Linked DNA regions of Zea mays: all the other regions are linked to region 1. Evidence: chromatin contacts called from public Hi-C data. All regions are on one chromosome and are shown on one strand. Each heading gives the region's core, a stretch centred on a gene start, on an enhancer-like site or on the middle of the called end of the contact. The rest is flanking DNA. Distances are from core to core; before and after follow the strand shown.

Region 1 (5,142 bases), core at 1,558-4,057:
GCCGCGCGCGCTATCGGGCAACCGCCGTCGCTAATGAATCGAGATGGGACGTGATCCCTAGCTTTTATAGACGTCTGGACCTGATCCGGCTCGACCGGATTGCACTGTCTGGCCTGAGCTTCCTTTAGTTATTGAAAGCCCAGGGCTCCTAATATACAATCTATATATATATATATATAAAAGTATTGTATCAACCTGTTAACTAACTGAAATAAATTTTAATTTAGAACGGAGGAGTAGAAAACAGATCGAAGAATTCTGAAAATTGAGGATCAAGTCTGTTACCATCTACGAAAGCATGTTTTGATCTCTAAAAATAGAAACACTCTGGTAAAATGATAAACCTGGATTATACATTACCACTCAACGAAAACCTACCGTCTGAAGATTTTTATTATGTCAAAATAATAATCACTATGAAAATAATATCCGAATATCGCCCATTTTAGTAATATAAAATATAGGTCCTACAATCATATTCATAAGTTGTCTTGGATATTTAGCTACGGAATATTTAGATGTATATTTTTTAGATACGTAGTGAAAAAACAAAACGACATAAAACTTCGAACGAAAAAAATATATTATTTATTACTCTTTCTGTCTTAAGATAAGAAGATTTGGGAGTTTTAAATTTCTATCAAAATATAAGATATTCACATACATGCTTACTATTAATATATATATTACTAACTAGATTAGATTAGGTGTGGTTAATATATGTTGTTTATTATTAGTTTCTAGAGACTAATTTTTAGTCTATCTATTTTTTAATTTTAGTTCATAAATTATTAAATATTATTAATATATATTACTAACTAAATGTGGTTAATATGTATTGTTTATTATAGTTATTGATGAAAGATGTTTGGTTTCTAAGGTCTAATTTGTAGTCTTTATTTTTTATTTTAGTTCTTAAATTATTAAATACTAAAACAATTTAGAAACTAAATTAGAATAAAATATAGTGACTAAAACTTAGTAGTACCTAAACCCAAGTATTTGGTCTAGAATCCAAATTTACATGGATGATATATGAATGGGCCTACCGGTCTGAACAAGACAAGCCCAATTAGACTGCTTTGGTTTCTTCTCAACACGTTTAATGTTGTAGAAACATATTTAATTTTGTATTTATTAATATACTAGCTGAATGTCCGTGCGTTGCAACGAGAATATATAATACGAGTATACTACGATAACTTATATACAAAATGTGTGTTATACCGTTATGAGAAAATGTTTCATAATCAATTTGTGATTCTGACCATACATAAATTTTGTTATTTATAATCTATCTGTTTCACCACTACATTGCAACCATCAGTATCATGCAGACTTCGATATATGTCACGATTTACATGGTCTCATCATTATAGAGCACGTTCCACACATACCGGAAGAAATTACATCGTACATCGTTAGTCATCAGACACATACCACCATACGCTTTTGCTTAAACAAAAAGGCAAGTGTGTGTTTGCGAAGAGAATTAAAGGCAAGCCGGCACAAAAGCTACCCAACGGTGGCGAGGATGACAAACTGGTCATTGTTGTCGGTCCTCCTCTGCGTCACCTCTGGCGCCAAGATGACGCCACAGTCCTGGATATAGTAGTCATCGAACGCGCGCGACATACCGAGTACTAATGACTCTTGGCTGGGCTGTAAAACGAAGTGCACCCCGGGCTCATCAGCAAGGTAGTACCCCTGACCGTTGCACCACCGGATGCATACTCCTCTACATACATCGTGTTCAAGGACACTCATACAACATCAACAACGACCATCGTCTCAGCGCACAAGAATTCATGGCGAGTCAGTAGCGACTTACGTGGCAGGTTGGGCTTCAGGTGGACGATGAGCTGGACGACGTGATGGCGTCGTCGTTAAATGCAGTGCCCAGAACAAACCGAGAGTCACCGATGTTGGCGACGACCATGAGGTCCCCTGCTTGACGATGGACAGCGCGAAGCAGCCGCTCTGCACCGCGTCCAAGCGGTGGCGGCGCCAGAGCTTGTCGTACATAGCGGCACATGCAGCCACGTAGGGCTGTTTCTAGAGGTCGAACTGGCAGTCGCCAAGTTCTTGTCGTCGATGAGCAACCCCAACGCGAGTGCCTCCTGCTAATGATGTTTGTTTGGGGTTTTTAAGTAAGAAACATGGATTCATGTTTGACGTTGGTTTATAAAAATGACTCACAAGTCAGATCCATGGAAAAAATATTACAAAGAATAAATGTCACGCATGCAAAAAAAAAGAATTTAAGTTGAAAATATTATTCAAACAAAATAAATTGCATGTAAGGCTCTTCTTTAAATACTACTCACTCTATCCAAAAGTATAGTTCAAGAATCTCGGTGATACTTATCTAATACTACGCATTGTGCAATGATAGCAGGTGGGCTTCGGGAGAGATGTAGTAGATATGTTTTCTGTTATAGATGTAGACATAAACACATATGTGGTGTAGTGGTAGCTGATGCTAGCATTTGCTTGAGAAGAGGTTGTGGGTTCAAATCCCCTTGGGGCCATGTGTATTTTTTTAATTTTAGCTAGGCGCGGCTGTACGGGGGAATGAGAATGGGCGGGGAGGAGGGAATCGGAATGGCAGAACACGGAATATGCAGAACGCAGAATGGCCGACTACTATTGCAGTCTTAATAAGTAATAGAGACTATTTATAAACACTTTGGTGATAAAGAATTACTGTGGGGAAAATAAACTAATTTTCTCCTTCAATCTCCCGTAATCTCTGGTCAACAAATCAGTCCGTGTATAATAAAGTTTTTTAGTTGTCTTTTGTTTAGAAAATCGTCCCTACTGTACTTTTACACTTGGTGCGACGTGCGAGCGCCCCCGTCCCGCCGCTTACAGAAGCTTATACAACCTTCGAGAATCGAGATGCGATGCTCCAGCCACAGCTTTCACGCGGCATCCCGCCAGTGAGCAGTGAGCTCTATAAAATCCACCTCCTTTCCCTTATCTTCCTCAACCTCTAGCCATTTCCCAGGGTTAACCGCAGAAGCCAAAATCCGGCCGCCCGCTCACTCCAATCCACGTTCTTCATTCCTCTCCCTCCATAGGGTTTTGTGAACTCTCCTGTTTGGGCACCACCGTCGGCCCATGGCGACCACGACCTTCCCCACCTCGACCCCATTCTTTGCGGCCCATCACGGCCCCCGCCGGAGCCGACCCTCCATCTCCGCCGCGGTCTACAGCCGCAGTCGCCGGTGGCGCCCGCTGCGGGTGGCGTGCGAGAAGGTGGTAGGCATCGACCTGGGGACCACAAATTCCGCGGTGGCAGCTATGGAGGGCGGCAAGCCCACGATCGTTACCAACGCCGAGGGGGCGCGGACCACGCCCTCGGTGGTGGCGTACACCAAGTCCGGCGACCGCCTCGTTGGCCAGATCGCCAAGCGCCAGGCCGTCGTCAACCCGGAGAACACCTTCTTCTCCGTGAAGCGCTTCATCGGCCGCAAGATGAACGAGGTAGACGAGGAGTCCAAGCAGGTCTCGTATCGCGTCATCAGGGACGACAACGGCAACGTCAAGCTCGATTGCCCGGCGATTGGCAAGCAGTTCGCAGCTGAGGAGATTTCCGCACAGGTTTAACACTAACTTCGAATGTATCTCCACTTCTCCAGTACCACTGTTACTCTGTTTTTTTTTATTCCGACAGTATACAGCTAATCAGCTATCTCAACACATTTGGTACAGTTACCAGTGGACAATTTGCCTTATAATTTAGCGAACCTGTGTGGTGCTAGAATTAGTTTGCAGCATTTACTTTTAAAAGATCGATGCTCCTAGATCAATGACCATCTGTTAGTCGTAATTATCATAAAATTTAAATTATTGTTATGTTAACTAGTTTTCTTTCTGTTGGTTGCTCGATGGGAGCCCAATATTTTGCCTTAGCTTTTCTGTATGTCTTAAATTCAAAACATGTTTGATGCCTTGATGGTTGTTTTATCAATTAAGTGGTTGAATCTCACAAGTTCTGTCACACAGTTCTGTGCATTTCTGTTTCTATGACCTAATATTTATATGCTTTGCGCTGCATGTCATCCATATTTGTTATATTAATTTTGTTGATGATAGGAATTGAAACAGATATGAGTATCCTTTGGAACTAATTGCATGGATGTAATTTTGTTTGTATATACTGTTTCTGATCCAGGTTGCTGTACATTTTATATCTTGTAGGTGCTGAGAAAGCTGGTGGATGATGCATCAAAGTTTTTGAATGACAAAGTCACAAAGGCAGTGATCACAGTCCCTGCTTACTTCAACGATTCACAAAGGACAGCAACCAAAGATGCTGGCCGCATTGCTGGGCTGGAGGTTCTGCGTATTATAAATGAGCCCACCGCAGCATCACTAGCATATGGTTTTGAGAAAAAGAACAATGAAACAATTCTGGTTTTTGACCTCGGAGGTGGCACATTTGACGTTTCAGGTATCTGTCCTGTTTGGTGTTTCTGTGAATACCTACTTCTCAGAGTTTTTTAGACTTAAGTTATTCCTGCATGATTAGCTCTCCACAGCCACCTACCTGTATGTTCACAATTATCACACAATTTATAACCTATATTTTAGGTAGCTTTATAGAATGTTGCAGTACATACCCCTATAGGAGGTTTAACTTTAACTGATACTGAACCTTTTATCTGGAAAGATTTGGGCTACAATCTTTTTGAGTACCTATAGGCCGTGTTTGGTTGCAAGCAGATATTGAAAATCTAGTTTTAAAAATACATTATGGATCCAAACACTTCTCATTCTATACCTTGGATTCTGTGTCCACAGAAACAAAAATCTGAAAATCAAGTGACGGATGCATTTTCTCGGGTAACGTGCTCGCTGTAGATTCTATTATCCGAAGGAAACCAAACGCAGCCATAGTTGTGATGTGTCTAAATCATGGTTCTGAAAAATCTTAACTGGAAGTTAAGGCAGGATATACTGCTTTTAGCTAGTGAATGATTTATGCATGACTTGCTTAACATAGATCTAATAGGCCCATAGCAAATTGAAATATTTAAATGCAACGGCAAGAGATTTGGCATTGAAGGTGCCATTAAAAGCAACAGAAAATGAAGGGAAATAGTGAATTGTTATGCAAACACAGCAAGATGGGGG
Region 2 (5,142 bases), core at 1,146-3,645, 440 kb before region 1:
GTCTCTTTTCCCAATTGTTTCCAATTACTATAATCTTTTTTCAGCTTGTCCCATTTATTTTTGAACTGTAGCTCGCTGTAAGTTTTCCCTGTCCTCTCTTTGAACTTGACCATTACATTGTTGTACCCAAGCTTGTTTAAGTGAGAACCTGATCTGTTCTTTGCTCTTACTTCCTCAGCAAATATTTCACAAGCTATCTTAACATTTTCATCGCACCAGTCTGCATTATCCTCCTCCATGGTTCTGTTATTGCCACAACCATGAATAATAAAGAAAAGATAAATCAAAGTGCTAGCTCTTCTAACATGGAAAACAACAGGTATAAAGCAGCAAGCATAGATTGATGATGAGCTTCTCGACTTGTGATTTTATTTATTTTTTCGTGCAGAACATTTCTAGAAACGGTGCTATTGGGCTGGACGTGTGAGCTTTGAATTTTCACAGCTACTATACTCGTGTGCAAGGATTTTCTTAAAAATGATTTTCAAATCAAGAAACCAATAGAGACTGCAGGAGCTTGAGCAGAAGGAAAAAACACTTGCGTCCTCAGTCCTCACCTCAACCGGCTACAGATTAGAGGGAGAGAGGAATGCAACTTCACCTTGCACACTAGAAGACGGGAGACGAAGAGATGGCGTAGTAATGGACGGAAGGGGCGGCGGCCTGGATCTCCAGCGTCCTAGGCAGTAGCGGCTGGTAGCTTGGCGCCGCCGCGCCGCCTCCAACGCTAATGGCCACGGCCTGGACAAAAGCCAGGCTGGGCTTGTGGCTGGATGCCCGAGCGGGTGAGGGAGCCGGTAGAGCAGGTTTTTTTCGCTCCCATGTGCCAGTACAATTATTGGACGCGATTCGCTCCGCTCCCTCGGTGAAGCGTCTGGTTTTTTGACTGTTTGGCATATGAGAATTGATTCTGCTTCGGAGCGGAGCTGAAAAAGCGCTACCAAACGCAGCCTTATATTGCTCCTTGTAAAGATTTAAGATGGTTTATATCAAGATATTCCTATCATATTTTATTGGCGCATACTTCTTAAAATATGGAAAATAAATAGTGAGCTAGTGGCTGCCTGTCAGAACTCATATAGTATATGAGCAATGCAATCTGCAAGGTAATATGGGCTATATATGCTGAAAATACATGTCATTAGGAAATGCAATATTTTACATAAATGTATTGATACACCAAGAATGTTCATTAACACATGCATCTACATTCACTGCTCACTAGACAGATTCAGTGAGAAAAAGACAGAGAAGTCTTTAGAAATAATATAACACTTCTCATTGGATAGCTCTAATACTGTCTGAAAAGGGGACAACTCTCTTAATCAATGTGACATGTGTGGAGTTAATTTCGGTTCAAGTAATGTATGACTTATGAATTACTTTTTGATATTCCAGTTACCTTCTTATGTTCAGTAGAGTCAGCAAAATATTAAATTCATTATTGCATCATACACTCAGGGTCGTAGATTACCTATTTATTCACTGCTGATTGTGAACACATAAAATTTGTAAACCCCTGCTCTGAGGGCAGCATGTGTGCAGTCACTCTACTATTTCTAAAAAATTCACATCATTAAGGCGTTTTTTGACAGACAAAAAAGAGATTACCTAGTAAAAAGGGATTAAAAAATAAAACCTACATCAGCTAGATATAATAACAAAGGTTAATAAAAAAGATGGAGTGCCAAACTTTGCAACAAATATGATAGAGGCAATATCAAATTAGTGACACAAACTCCGCTTATGTTGTCTCAACATAGCAGTCACAAGCCCTGTTAAAGGGAGAGTGTTGTGATATGCTTGGCGAGCCAACATTAAACCTAGTCATTCTAGGGCGTAACCCAATCCGCAAGTCCACTCAATTCCACTAAGCGTGGCAAATAAGACTCGACCAGACATTTTTTCGAGCACTTGGCGATCACATTAGAACACATTCCAATTCGTCACCGCAATCCACTAAATATCTTATTAACAAATCAGCCAGCAAGAGATGGCAAGCACAAGCGGTGCGTTAACAGGTACAGTAGTGGTGATGGGAGGGTGGCCCTGACCTGATCTGCTTGATGACGATCTTGCGGAGCATGAGCTCCTGGGAACGGACACGCTGCATAAGCTCCTTAAGCGCGAGCAAGCGGTTCTCCGAGTCCTTGATGTCGAGAAGGGTGTGCGCCCGGATGAGGCGCTCCGTGCCGCTGGACCGCATCTTGCGCTCCATGATCGACAGCGCCGGCTCCAGATTCCCGTCCCTCACCTGCACCACGATGCCCCGAGCTTGCTGCACCTGCCCGCTGTGCCCTGCCTCCATCACCGACGGCCGCGCAGCCGCAGCCGCAGCCGCGAGCCCACGCGCCGCCCGTGCCACCGCCGCAGCCGCGAGCCCACGCGCCGCCCGTGCCACCGCCTGCATATTTCTCTTTCGTCTCCTCCCGCCGCCACCGCACACACTCGATGGAGCGTCGGATTCGGTATGTTGGGTCCAGCCGTCCAGGTACTATCGTGACCATTCGTTTTTATTTCTGTAGTTTTATAGGGCTACATAAGAACCAATTTGCTATATAATCCGTGAGTCCCAAATATAACTTATTTTAGACTAATCATACATTTATTAAGTAATATATGAAAACAGTTTGCATGTATATCTATATTGATCTATATTGATAACACTTGAACGAATGTGGATGAAAAAAGTGAGTTAGAAAAGAACAATATTTTAATACGAAAGGAATAGTTTGTAGGGCAAAATGGCAAACCAAAGCCGAACAAATTTTGTTTAACCTCGATTTTTGTGATTGTTGCCGTGTCGCTGTTTCAGAAACCTCAATTAGTAATTTACGTGTTTTGCGTGTCCGACCAAATAGCGTGCAAGGGAAACAAAGATTTTATATTAGTTCAGGCAAAAGGTTTCCCTACGTTCAGTTAGACACCTTGCGTACTCTGCACTAATGTCTGTAACAGGGGGTACAAACTTGATTGAGGGAGCTCGATATTCTAGACTCCGGTGTAGTGAGTGCAGTGTTCTATGAGATTACAAGTGTATACTACTCGTGATGGCTTGTTTGCCTCCGCCCTCGTTGTAAACTCCAACTTGTCTCCAGTGCTAGAATTTGCATGCCCGATTTCCATATGTCATGTGCTGCCATTTGGTCTACTTTTATGTTAGGGCATGTTCTAGGGAGTGACTACCGATACTCCCCTATTTAATCCAGGGAGTTGGCGCACTCCCAACCCCTAGCCCCTAGGTCGAGCGAGGCGATCGCTTCAGGACTTCTTACTGTATCCCAACCCTAAGAGGTCGAGATTGGGCGAGACAGAGCTACGTGATCAGTTTCAACCTTCGCGAATTTGTTTAATCGTGTAACTTTAGGGCTCATATGTAACCCATATTACTCATTCTCAGGGCTCTTTTGTATTGCATGATTTTTTTTGCGTTTTTCTTATGAAAATGAACCGATTCCTATGAAATTCCTAGATGATTCCTCTGTGATTCCTGCATTCCAAAGGAGCCCTCAACGGTGCTAAACTCGCGAAACCGTTGCTATAGGTTTTTGAGGCTCAACCACCAAAGCATCACAAATGGCATAATCAAAACACATCTCCCACACGTCTTGGACATGTGTCTTGCTAGTACTCGACCATGTCGGCGACACGATGTGCTCCACCATATCCTCATGCTTGATAGTATCCCTAGGTTTTAGCAACCACAACTAGTCACTAGAATTCTCTAGTCCCTTAATTAAGTCTTAATGTTCATCGTTAATGGCTCCTGGTCCATGGTACTAACATGCATGGCAGTCATCTTCACCGTCGACCGCCACATTCACAAACCAAGAGACATGTTACATACACTCACACCCTAGTTAATCCACCTGACTCAACCTAAAACATTACTCGTTTATTAATCACCCATCATAAGCTCAGATCATAAGAACACATATCAAATTTGTGTTCGTAGAACCAGTGTCTAGATGAAATGCACGGATCCATGCCATTTAAATTTACCCTTGAGGGCACAGTACCGGATCAATGAATTCCTATTCGACCATCACTAACTTACAAACAAGGCTTAACTAGCAAAGTGTTCGTACGTTGCTACAATTTTTATCTATGCACATGGTTCAAATTTCAATTTATACAAATTTTTAACTTATTCATCATTTAAATGTGAGAGACACGACGACGGTGGGAACTGTAGAATCGTGAAAATTAGTGCACATATGTTGCGATGGTACACAATCATATTTGACACCGAGCAGCAGTGCAATAGGTGAGAGCATAATAAGTCAGTATGATGGACCATCTCTAAAAAACTATACAAATAAATTTAATACCATAGTGAACATATAGTCTAAAACTAGATATTAAACTGATGAAAACAAACATTACACTTTATTTTAGCCAAAAGACAGAGAAAGGTATGATTTAAAAAGGAGCCAGACCCCTTTTTATAGCTCGCTCTCTTCTTCAGTTAGTGGGATTATACTATGTAGGAGCGCTATGTTGAGTGCGGTCTCCTGTCGTGTTGGATTTGGATGGTTTCTCACGACTCATATATGGGATAACGATCCACGGTTAGTCAAGAGGGGGAGGGTGAACCGCTCTGTCGTGTTGGGTTTTAGTTGGTTTCTCACGATCTATCTATGAGTTGGCTCACTGGTAAGCGGGAAGTGAGGAGAAAGAACCAGATATGTGTTTCACGCGTGACGTAGGACGACAACTGGTGTTTTATATAGTAGACTAGGTCCGTGCCCGTGCGTTGCTACGTGAGTAAAAAAATTGTGTGAAACATAGATACGGAACGACAAACTTTTCTATGACATACAAAATCCGTGTAGCAAACATTATCAATATCACTTGAAATTATTTCTAAAGAGTTATGTTGGCCTAAAACACAAGCAACACAAATTGTCTCAAACAACATAGAGCACCAACTTGTGCTGCCTTTAGTTTTGTGTCTATGACCACACAACAACACAATGCTAATTTGATAAAAAAACACAGACACATAACTGGAACTGATCTCCAATTCTTAGATAAATTTCACAACAAAGCATCAGTACATGTTACACTCATAGCAATGTTCATACATCATAAGTTCACAGCCAAATAGCGATGTGCCACTGAATCCAAGGCATTGGCTTC
Region 3 (5,142 bases), core at 784-3,283, 340 kb before region 1:
TGAGTCTACTGTAAATGAAACAACCTCACATGTTGATAATGAAACAACACCAGCTGCTACTGGAGGACCTATTCCAGAGGCAGAGTTGAATGATGCTGACCCTGAAGCTGTAGTTGTGCTTCATAACCCTCTTAAACCAGACATTAGGCAGGGTGCATTGTTCCCTGACATTGTTACTTTTAGAAAAGCTATTAGGCACTTCGCTATTACAAATGGTTTTGAATTTGCTGGTCTTAAGACAGATAAGACAAGGTTTATAGCCCATTGCGGATTGCGCTGCTGAAGGCTGCCCATGGCGTATACATGCTTCTAGGTTGCAAGATGATAGCATGGTGTATTTCAAGTCTAGGATGAAGTTTAATGGCAAGGTTACAAGTCTAAATAGTTCGATAGCATGTATCAAAACCAGAAAATTTGTAATGGCACACATCTAATTAACCCTTCGTTTTAGTACGATTTTAAGGCATCTCCCTCTCCCATTCATTTGTGATATGTTTCTGCAAACCGCCAATGAGTACAACTATGGAATCTTCACTTTCCATTTCCAGATGAAAGTCTTATCAATACAGTGCTGCTAAATGAAAGATGATTGGTATGACTGGTGAACCATGCAGGCAGAGAAGAAATTGTCACTACCAGAAAGCATCGGTTCTCTGTGCCACCTTTTGCCTCTATGGACACAATAGTCCTAGGAGTATGTCATAAAAGAGAACAAGCAAGTTGCAGGCACAGTTTTAACTCATCAAACACAGAATTATGGAAAAGTATACATATCAGGGAAAATTTGCACAAACTTCAGTTCAGCTTTTGAGAAGGGTGTCTTATCTCTTAGCAACTCTTAACCAAATGACTTAAGAAATGCTTACGTAGTGTGGAAGATGGATGAGCTTCCCCTGACTTCTTCTTGAAGGAAAGCTTCAAAGAAGGCATCCTCATTGAATGAGTAGGGCTCGAGGAAAGAGTTCTCTTCTTCTCGCTTACCCCAACAGCAGAGGCAATGCAGGGTAGACAATTATTTGGCAGAAGCCCGCAAACTTCCAGTATCCTCTCTCCACCGTGAGTGTTGTCCGCACCAGAAAAACTCACCGCATCCTCGTTGCTCATGGACGACCTCACACCATTCTCCAAGCTCCCCTTTGACAGTTCGCTGGACTTTGGCTTTTTATGTTGCTGCTCGCCTGATTGCGCAGCTCCATTGAAGCTCCCACCGTTGCCATCTCTCATGCTCAATGCAGCTTCGTTCTCGAAGCCATTCAATGAAAAAGAATCTGAACGATCACGGAGAAGCACATCCAGTTAAATAGAAAGGCATGTCAAAATAGGGACGAAAAATCAGCAGGTTCAACTAATCATTGAAATTATGCTGTGCTGGGGACCTAGCTACATGGCTGCTACGACATCACTCTTACCATCTTGCACGCTGTGGAAATCGTCTTCGGCATCCGACTCGCTCATCGCCAAGGAATCGTACCAAGCCTCCTCAATGTTCCCGGACACTGCAGCACGAGATACCCCCGAAATCACGTCAGGTCATATTGGAGTATCGAGTACGAATTGACGCAACGAACTGCGACGCGTACTGCCCCAGACACTACCACAACCCCACTCTACAGAATAGGGTCGCAAAGCCTCCGGAGCTACGAATTAAAAAAGATGAGCAGCTATTGCTGGACGCACACGATCCCCAGATGCAGTAATTTAATTTAACCCCGAAGTCTGAGGAGCGCGCAATCACGCGCCCATGGTCCCTCGGACCCGGAGATCAGAATCCAGACCCCCGAAACAAGCAGCGTGCAGAAGGTGCACGGTCACGGGGGAAAGAGGAGAAAGCAGCCTGTCCGTTCACCCACCGACCCACCTTGGAACGCGGGGTTGCTGTACGTCCGGTGATCGGCCGCGGCGGCGGACGTCGAACCGGGCACCTCGGCCTCCTGGATGGTCTCCATCGACGCGGCGCGCGATGGCGCCGTCCTCCGCCCCTTCCCGACACGGCGGCTGCGCCTCCGCCGCGCCCCACCCCCGCCGCCCGAGCGGCCGCTGGCGTCGCCGGACCGCGGCGTGTGGGGCTTGCCCACGCACGCGCTGGGCCGCGACACGCACGCCCCCATCCTCCCGCCACCACCTCGCCAGGGCGACGCGACGCGAGATCGGCGCCCCGGGGTGGGGGGCGGCGGTGGCACTGTGGCAGTGCGAGGCGGCGTCTCACGCACGCGGGTGCGGGGCGGGGAGGCGATTGCGTGGGAGGATTTCCAAGAAGGACGAGCCGCCCGGCGCAACGCGAACTTTGTGCTGAGCTTCCCACACGAGTGGGGAGGAGGGAACGCGGCGGTGGGGCTGCGGCCTGCGCGGGGGTAGGCGTCGTCGCCACACGCATGGACGCGGTCCTTGGTAGGCGACTGATCGTTTCATTCGTGGTAGGGAAGGCGATGGGTACCCGAAACCCGAATACGCGATCGGTTTTATCCGATATGAAGACGAGTATGGGATGATTTCTCTATCCGTGGGTATGTTCATCGGTAAAAACCTCTACCCGTTGGGTAGATGGGTATGGATACGTGTCGGCGTTTCGAGACCGGGGGTCCCTCAGGCCGACGAGTGAGTGCCGCGTGCCCAGCCCAGATGGGTCGAGCGCGTGGGCGAGCATAAAGGGGGGAGAGGAGCGAGGCGGCCGGAGTCCGGCGTGAGAGTGGTGGGAATCCCGCGGCCTTCGTGTTCGTCCCGCGTCCAGGTCGGGTGCGCTTGCAGTAGAGGGTTACAAGCGTCCACGCGGGTGAGGGAAGCGAGCGGCCCCAAGGGAGCGCCTGTCTCGTCCTCGTCCTCGCGCGGCCAACCTTCTCTAAGAGGGCCCTGGTCCTTCCTTTTATAGGCGTAAGGAGAGGATCCAGGTGTACAATGAGGGTGTAGCGTGGTGCTACGTGTCTAGTGGGGGAGAGCTGACGCCCTAAGTACATGCCAATGTGGCAGCCGGAGAGATCTTGGCACCCTGTTGGTGTGATGTCGTGGCCGTCGGAGGAGCGACGGTGCTTGGCGGAGGGACAGCTGTTGGAGCGATCGAGTCCTTGCTGACGTCCGCCTGCTTCCGTAAGAGAGCTGGGAGCCGCCGTCGTCACAGAGCGTGCGGGGGCGCCATCATTGCCTATCTGGCGGAGCTAGCCAGATGGGACACCGGTCTTGTTCCCTACGGGCCGAGGCGGCTCGGGGTAGGGTGATGATGGTGCTTCCTGTTGACGTGGCTGGCCTGCGCCCTAGGTTGGGCGACGTGGAGGCTCCTCCGAAGCCGAGGTCGAGTCTGTCTTCCGTGGCCGAGGCCGAGCCCCTGGGTCGGGCGAGGCGGAGGTCGTTCGGCGGAGGCCAGGGCGGAGTCTGAGCCCTGGGGTCGGGCGAAGCGGAGTTCGTCGTCTTCTGGGGCCGAGCCCGAGTCCGAGCCCTGGGCCGGGCGGAGCGGAGTTCGCCGTCTTCCGGGACTTAGCCCGAGTCCGAGCCCTGGGTCGGGCGGAGCGGAGTTCGCCGTCTTCTGGGGCCGAGCCCGAGTCCGAGCCCTGGGTCGGGCGGAGCGGAGTTCGCCGTCTTCCGGGACTTAGCCCGAGTCCGAGCCCTGGGTCGGGCGGAGCTTCCTATGGCACCTTTGGCAGGACCTGACTGCCTGTCAGTCTCACTCTGTCAAGTGGCGCTGTAGTCGGAGTGGCGCAGGCGGCGCTGTCCTTCTGTCAGACCGGTCAGTGGAGCGGCGAAGTGACGGCGGTCACTTCGGCTCTGCCGGAGGGCGCGCGTCAGGATAAGGTGTCAGGTCACCTTTGCATTAAATGCTCCTGCGATTTGGTCGGTCGGTGCGGCGATTTAGTCAGGGTTGCTTCTTAGCGAAGGCAAGGCCTCAGGCGAGCCGGAGATGTGTCTGCCGTTGGAGGGGGGCCTCGGGCGAGACGGAAACCATCCGGGGCGGCTGCCCTTGTCCGAGGCTAGGCTCGGGCGAGGTGTGATCGAGTCGCTCGAATGGACCGATTCCTGACTTAATCGCACCCATCAGGCCTTAGCAGCTTAATGCTGATGGGGGTTACTAGCTGAGAATTAGGAGTCTTGAGGGTACCCCTAATTATGGTCCCCGACAGTAGCCCCCGAGCCTCGAAGGGAGTGTTAGCACTCGCTTGGAGGCTTTCGTCGCACTTTTTTGCAAGGGGACCAGCCTTTCTCGGTTGCATTTTGTTCCGGTGGGTGCGCGCGAGCGCACCCGCCGGGTGTAGCCCCCGAGGCCTCGGAGGAGTGTTTTCACTCATTCGAGGTCTTAATGCCTTGCGTAACGCTTCGGCTGGTCTGGTCGTTCCCTCATGCGAACCGGCCGTAGCCCGGGTGTACGGTCGGGGCCCAAGCTCTCGGGCTGGTATGTTGACGCTGTCAACGATTTGGGCGGAGCCGGGTTTGCGAGAGCAGCCCCCGAGCCTCTGCACAGGGCGAGAGGACGATCAGGGACAGACTCGGCTTTTTTACATACGCCCCTACGTCGCCTTTCCGCAAGGAGGAGGGGGGGAAAGCGCCATGTTACCCTTGATGGGCACCGAACATGGTGTCTCCGGTGAGCTGCAAGCGGGTAATCCGAGTGGACGTCCGTGCCCCGTTCGTTAGGGGTCGGCTAGGGGCCCAGAGGCACGCCCAAAAGTACCTGCGGGTGATCTGCCAGACCCGGTCCCCTAGCGACAGGGTCCGAGGGCTCGATGCCTCCCTCCGATGGGATTCTGTTATAAGATCGCTCCCGCTGGTCTCGGAAATGTCCTAGGGTACCTCGGGAGCGCAGCCCGAGCCTCGGTTATGTATCGAACGTACCCCTGGTCATCCCTCGCTCGGTGTCTGAGGCGACTGTGAACCCTTCGGGGGCCAGCCTTCGAACCCCTGATCAGTAATGGGCGCGGAGCCCGAGTAGCCTGAGGCGGCCGTGGAACCCTTCGGGGGGCCGGCCTTCGAACCTCTGACCAGTAGTGGGTGTAGGGCCCACGCGATCTGAGGCGGCTGTTGAACCCTTCGGGGGGCCAGCCTTCGAACCTCTGATCAGTAAGGAGGCTCGGAGCCTGGTTCCTTCACGGGGAAGGATCCTTTTTGGGGTATCCCCTTTCTCGGTCCCTGTTGCAAGAGAGAGAAAGAGGAAAAAACGAA

What was found. A called contact is a pair of places that touch in the nucleus more often than the background predicts.
Region 2: a contact with region 1 is called in a Hi-C map of ear, with 2.0 times the contacts expected there. The contact joins the promoter of LOC100285426 here to the promoter of LOC103625973 in region 1. A contact is called at or near these places in 2 of 25 Hi-C or Micro-C datasets (ear and leaf).
Region 3: a contact with region 1 is called in a Hi-C map of tassel, with 5 times the contacts expected there. The contact joins the promoter of LOC100274268 here to the promoter of LOC103625973 in region 1. A contact is called at or near these places in 2 of 25 Hi-C or Micro-C datasets (leaf and tassel).

The regions. Positions count from the first base shown.
Region 1 is chr5:13,126,840-13,131,981 of Zm-B73-REFERENCE-NAM-5.0, reverse strand. It overlaps LOC103625973 (stromal 70 kDa heat shock-related protein, chloroplastic), which reads left to right and starts at 2,807. Exons shown (of 8, transcript XM_008646372.3): 1 at 2,807-3,606; 2 at 4,207-4,459. The coding sequence starts at 3,124.
Region 2 is chr5:13,567,262-13,572,403 of Zm-B73-REFERENCE-NAM-5.0, reverse strand. It overlaps LOC100285426 (PIF-like orf1), which reads right to left and starts at 2,395. Exons shown (of 3, transcript NM_001158319.2): 1 at 2,055-2,395; 2 at 1-243. The coding sequence starts at 2,308. LOC111589513 (U2 spliceosomal RNA) reads right to left here and starts at 4,419; the gene lies at 4,231-4,419.
Region 3 is chr5:13,462,067-13,467,208 of Zm-B73-REFERENCE-NAM-5.0, reverse strand. LOC100274268 (DUF1336 domain containing protein expressed) reads right to left here and starts at 2,033. Exons shown (of 9, transcript NM_001365844.1): 1 at 1,859-2,033; 2 at 1,410-1,496; 3 at 867-1,268. The coding sequence starts at 1,946.